Linked DNA regions of Sus scrofa: region 1 is linked to region 2. A link is a contact called in public Hi-C data. All regions are on one chromosome and are shown on one strand. Each heading gives the region's core, a stretch centred on a gene start, on an enhancer-like site or on the middle of the called end of the contact. The rest is flanking DNA. Distances are from core to core; before and after follow the strand shown.

The links. Hi-C and Micro-C count contacts between places; a contact is called where the count stands out from the background.
Region 1: a Hi-C map of heart right ventricle shows a contact between it and region 2, with 5 times the contacts expected there. The contact joins two enhancer-like sites. A contact is called at or near these places in 2 of 47 Hi-C or Micro-C datasets (fetal heart ventricle and heart right ventricle) and 1 of 2 datasets of contacts at active chromatin or transcription factors (alveolar macrophages).

Annotation. Positions count from the first base shown.
Region 1 is chr10:56,768,856-56,771,974 of Sscrofa11.1, forward strand. It overlaps LOC110255705 (a long non-coding RNA gene), which reads left to right. Exons shown (of 2, transcript XR_002336405.1): 2 at 1-2,562. Among named protein-coding and RNA genes, the nearest start is that of NRP1, 340 kb to the left of the region's middle. Within about 2 kb of position 1,341, at least 8 of the 83 cell types and tissues checked have an H3K27ac peak or open chromatin away from gene starts, as enhancers often do.
Region 2 is chr10:56,605,192-56,608,338 of Sscrofa11.1, forward strand. No RefSeq gene overlaps it. Among named protein-coding and RNA genes, the nearest start is that of NRP1, 180 kb to the left of the region's middle. Within about 2 kb of position 1,875, at least 3 of the 83 cell types and tissues checked have an H3K27ac peak or open chromatin away from gene starts, as enhancers often do.

The DNA.
Region 1 (3,119 bases), core at 91-2,590, 160 kb after region 2:
GCCTCTGCACATCATGACAGGCTTTCTGAGCTGAGTCAAGCTGTGATCACTTTCTACCCCTCGTTCGCACAGAATCGTGGCTGGGGCAGGAGCTGGGACAGGTGAAAGGAAGCTGTTTGAAGAGAGAGGCCTCAACTCATTTAAAATAATAAAATGACTGCCTTCCTTCGGAATCGGGCAGGACTCTGGCCTAAAGAGGTTTGGGGATAATGATCTTGCCTGAATACGTGCAGAGTTGATGCTCCAAAATGGCCACGGCATCCAGTCCGTGTCACGGCTAAACTGCACCCAACCTTGACAACCCCCGTCACGGGCAGACGGGCCTTTCCATAAACCGTTAGCTCTGCCCCAGGCCCTGTGGCCTAAAAAGCATCGTTTGTTCTTTAAAGTACTGACACTCGGCCATCTTTTCTCTCTCCAATTCCACAGTCACAGGTCGGTCTGGGGACAGGCTGTCCATTGTTCTCTCCTTGTTTCACTGGTGGGCTCTATCCTATGGCAAGGTTTTTTTAATTGACTCTCAGATGATTGTAAGGGTAGCTCATGAATCAGAACCCGGGGCTCTCCATGTGACCGCCGGCTCTCACAGATCTGTATAAACTTCTAAATAGTTTTGGAGAAAGGCAAGCGCCTGTGTGTGTGTGTGTGTGTGTGTGTGTGTGTGTGTGTGTGTACTAATTCGAGCATCCCCCCAGAGACCTTGTCTTCCCCAGACCCGCAGCAGCCTCAGGCTGTGTTTCCCATTAAGGATTTATTTTCTTCTATGAAGGGATCTTTCTGCCCCCAAAGAGGCTCAGTTCCCACTTAGTGCCTGTTAGAAGGTCCCGGAGATTAGATTGAGCAGAGGGTCTCAGGATACAAGTTTCAATGCACATTATTCATAGAGAAAATAAGATCAGGGCTGAGAAAATCCAGTTTTGTGATGGGTGAGACAGGGGCCAGCTGTCATTCTTGCTGGATCCTGGGCGATTCATTAAACCTGTGTCTTCACCCCTCCCAAGGATAAAGGCACGTGTTCCTGCCCACTTCCGACCCGTTAGAGCCTTGCGTGGGCAATGAGATAATGCTTTGGGAGTTCGTCTGCATACCTGCCTTAAGGATGTGATAATTATTGGTGTTACCATGGTTCAGCACCTAGCAATGGCCCTCTGTGAGATGGGCATTCTCCCGGCTGACAGGTAAATAAGAACAGATCTGGCTTGTTCCAGACGCGCAGTCACAGCCTGTTGATAAATAGGGATCCAGAAGTCACATGCAGGCTGGCCTCAGGTAAACCGCGGCTCACACTCTATTTTTAGTTAATAGGGCTCTGCTGAAGTATGTCTCCAAGTCCCAGCCTTCTCACCCGTGGTTCATCGGGGTCACAGGCAATAGCTGTGCAGAATAAAGAGGCCGTCTGAGACCGTCTCAAGCATGAGAGCAAGAGCGAGCCCCATGTGGCAGGGCAGGGGGAGGTAGAGGGGCAATGGCCCTACCAATCCCAAAGTCACTGTCATCCAACGGTCCCCCCTCCTCTACCAGCCTTCTCACCAGGAGGCCTCACGGGCTGCTCAGAGCTCACCCCACTTTCCGATGAGCACCCTGCGCCTCCACCCCCGTGCACACTGGGTTCGAGACAGTTATGGCAACCTCACTTTCCACCGCCAAGTGTCTCCATTTGGTTGTTTCATCCTTCCTGCCAGAGCCCAGCCCCTGCCTGTTGACTCTGATACATCTTTCACAGAATCTCATTTTCATCCCTGTCACTGGAGTCCAAATGCCAACATACTGATTATTCTCGCTGTGACAAATACAGTCTCTCTTCAGCAGTCTCTTCAGATCTCGGTCTCCTGGGAAAACAGCTCCCTCCCCTCCGAGCCTTTTCCTAATATTGCCCACTCAGCTCAGCCCCAGCCCCTCTGAACCCTTTGCAAGTTCACCCCACCTACCCTTCCTATCTGTTCTGCGATGGCATCTTTTCCCAGCGTCTGCTTCACCTGTCTCCGCCTGTCTGTGTGACTCCAGGCTGCCCCTTGGTCAGCAGGACAGAGCCTTCTGCCTCCGTGGGCTGCTGCCAAGCTTAATTTTAGCACTCTGCAAATGACAGTAAGTCCTGCAAAGCAGATCAAAGCATTGGCCCCTGCATGCTGGCCAGCATGGCGAATGATTCTCTGGGACAGAGCAAACAACCTCGAAAATTTCTTATGAGTCAGCTGTGAGGCGCTCAGGCAAGCAAGATCACAGGACAAGTTCACACGTTCACATGGAATGACCAGGAGGCTCATTTGCCACAGAGGTCAAGCTCGTAGGCTGGCAGCCCCATCAGCCCGGCAGAAGGACAGGCTTCCGCAGAGATGTCTCTTCGGAGAATGTCACACTTAGGCCATCTCCAGACAGCCTCGCTTGGGCGAAGGTGGCCTTTGTCACGGGAATAAATCTGAGGTCCTTTTGATGAAGAAGCCCAGAATGCCATCTTCCACCACAGGAATGTCTTTCTCAAGCTTTTGGATAGAAAATAGTCAGCGGAAGGCTATCGGTTTTGGATGAATGATCCAAACTATCAATAAAAAATTATCAAATAGATGATCAGCCTTATACCTCTTTCTGTGTTATACAGGTCTGCTCAACTCTTCAGCAAGGACATGATTCCTGATCTATAGAATCTAGTTATTGGCCTATGTCTCTATTACAAAAGCGTTGAGAAGACCTCACCTCGCCTCTTCCCGAGAGTATTTGGGAGAGTAATGTGTGCATGCAGTTCCCTCTGAATATCTCTGGTATCCCAGGAATTTAAACGTTAGGGATGTTGACAGGGGCTGACATTTCCCATACGATGGTCTGGAAGGAGCTTGGTCCTGTGAAACAGACAGGCTGATCTTGAAATAAAGTTCACGGAGTCTGCTGAAGGGAAAAATCTCAGAAGCCAAGTATTATCAGGTCACGGGAATAACTGCAAGGCCCACCATGAGCAGTCAAAAAATCGGAGGGCTTGCTCTAAAGGTAAAACACATTTCCCTTCACAAAATGAGTAAAATTCACAGAATAAAATCAGAGAAGTCGGTTTTCTTTTCTTTCACATTCTCTCCCTTCATCGTGTAAAAATGTAGCTCTTCTCCCTCTCGTCCTTCCTGCTACGCATT
Region 2 (3,147 bases), core at 625-3,124:
GAGGAGATGCGCTCTGCTTAAGTACAATAGGACAAAGGCAGGAGCTGGGACAGTCCCAGATCTAAGTCATATTCATAAAAATCATGTCCTAGTTCCTCGCAGTGGCCTTGCTTGAAGCTTTTGGAAGTGTCCCCCCTTTGCAAATGCGGGTTTCGTCCAGGGTGGCCTCTCCTCTCTTGGCTCAGAGGAGCCTGATGGGAGTCCATCCACCCTCCATCCCTCTTCCCTGGACCCCACCTAAGCAAGCCAGGCAACCCTGGCTCTAGGGCAGACCCTGGACTCTAATGCCTCAATGCCCTATGGCTAATGCAAAGGGTAAAATCTATTTGTGATGTCTGGCCACCGGCTCCTTTCATCAAGATAAGGCCCCCTCCATTGGGGAATTCTAGCCCTGGTAGCACTCCGGGCCGCCCAAACACACCAGCCCCACTCCATCAACCAGCAGCCACTGCAGCACTTAGAGCTGCAAATGACAAAGACACTTCACAGACGGGATCGATGGCGGGTTCGAGCAGAGCCACTTGAGCACAGGCAGGAACAAAGCTGCCCTGGGGTTCAGACACTGCCCTGCCCCCCAGGGAAAGGTGAGCCAACCTTTTGCTCTCAGAAGTCGCCACACCTGCCCACCTGGCCCCTCCTGAACACTTACCCTATTTTTTCTTGAAGATGATCCTCACTGGAAAAATAAACACCCTGCAGTTAGGATTTAGTTCTTTGTTCTCGGTGATAAACCAACCAAATTTACTGTTTATAAAATGAAGAGTGAAGGAAAAACACTTCTGTCAGACTATTCTCCCTGAGAAACCCATAGAGACTTAGAAATAAGTAAAATGAAATCAAACCGTATTATTTAAACTTGAAATTGTTGGATGAGAAGAGAGTTTGTAAAATCTACTGTTTTATTTCCTTTCTTTCAGAACAATAACCATCCAGAGCTTTTCTGAGTCCGTAGACTGCAGTTTCTTCCCTGTCCTCTGTGTTCCTTCAACTTGAAAATGCGAGTTAATAATGCCTGCCTCCCGGCCTCTTGGGATTTTCTGTGCGGATTGATGATAATAAAATAACACGAATAATCTGTGTTTATATGGTGCTGTGCAGTTTATGGAGAAGGCGCTTTCACTTAATCCTTGCAACAACCCAGTGAGGTGGGTAATGTGAGATTCTGCACATAACTGTGGGTTGAGCGCATCACACGACAAAAAGCCAGGCTTTGTGCTTCTTGGTGGTGTAATTGTTAGCAGTGATGATAAGGCAGGTCCTTGTGCCTGGTTCTTTCAGGAGGGGGACTGGGGCCCCCTGTCAGTGGCCTGAATATGTCTCTGCCTCAGAGTGTTGGCTTCCTAAGCGGCTGGGTGAACCGAGGAGAAGCAAGGTCAGGGCTGATGAAGGAAGGGCTGGGACTAGGGCTCCATTGACCCACACCCACGGTCCCTGGGGGATGCCCTTTTTGGATCTCCTCTGGAGAGGCTGTGAATGATCCAGCTTTATCCACCCCACCCCCCCCCTCCAATTTGGCCTCACTCCAGCCCACCTGTCCTGCTCACTGCCACCCACAGGGAGAACCTACTTCTCAGGTGTGTCCAAGGTCAATGACATAGGGTAGAAACCCACTACCAGCATCAGTCCAGAAGGTCAACAGCTTTGCAATCTCTTCTTCCTGAGCACAGCCACTCAGACTCAGGAGTGAATCAGAGGGCACAAAAATTGTCTCTTCCATCTCTGACTAAACTGCTGAGAGTAAATGGATTTTGCAAATAACCACTTGAGTTTTAGATTAAATCTCCAATCTGGATTTCTCCTCCTTGGTCAATACCAGCCCCTCCGTTCTGAATCACTGTTCTTTTTGACATCTGCGTCACCTCCTTCAGGAGCCTGTGTCTTCCTCCAAGCTGGTTCCTCTTCTTGAGGCTCCCATGGCTCCTTGGGTCACCCCACAGCTGTAGTGTCATCACTGAGTTCTCTTTTACCTCCCCCAGGAAACTATAAGCTTCTGGAAGGCCAGGACTGTGACCTCTTATCTTTCAATTTCAGACACCTTGTACCTGGCAAAAAATATTTTTAGAATGAATCAGTAAGTTTAATGAATTAATCAAAGCAGCCTAGAGAGGAGTGGAAGGAGAACTGAATGCACTCCTGGGTTACAGGCCACACCATGACACATCCGTGGCATCCGGATTTACTATATTTGCCAGAATCAAAGGGATTCAAAGGAAACCCTCACCCTGGCTTCATCCTATTTTTGTACTACAAAAGCATCATCCTTCAACCAACAAGCTTGAAAGACTATTTTATAGAGGGATTGGGAGGGTACATGTGAATTTTTAATAAAATTCTTGTATAAGGAAAAAAGATTAAAATGATCATAAAAATGTTTTGGACATCTTTGGGCCCAGGAGCACAAAACCAGGCCGTCTCTGCTCCCTGGAACTCCTGGGTTCACGTGGACAGCTGGTCTATTCAAGTTGATGTGGCTGTTGAAGAACATAAGTGGACACCAGACTCTCAGGACACAGTGCAGAGGCTCTGGGAACGACGACGCCCTATCAACCTGTGCCCAATATTAATGAGTAATCTCTTGGCTGGAGAGCCAGTGTCTGCTGCTAAGCATTCCTAGCACTCATCTTCTATCGCCTTTCAGTTATTTTAGACCAAGTACCACTTTGGGTGATTGATTGCTATTTTTACTTTCATGAGGTTTAGGAGGGTAGGAAGAAAACCACAGCAAAAGAGCGTGGCAGGAAGTTTCTTTGCAAAAGATCCATGTACTACCTGTGGGTTATGGCTTCTTAAAACCCAAATTCTTAAGTGTTCTGAGGTTAAAAGCTTCCTATTTGCCACAAAGTTGAAGGATGATGATTTAGCTGGTGTTATTTTACAAGCACAATTTTACATTTGGCCATCTCTAGATAAATGAGTCTTTAATTTTCACTGGGGAAGGTCATTATTAGAGAAGGGGATTCTGGATGCTGACAGAACTCATTTGGGAAATGAAACTGAGGGATTATACTTAAAATGTCCTATCTACCTCTTCCCTAGGAATCTCCTTTGCTGGGGGGCGGAAAGGAGACTGGCTGAGTCATCCGGATCTGGAAATCCTATAGGGATGCTTCTAGGCATTTGAGAAAAATGGAGGAAAAAAAATAAAAG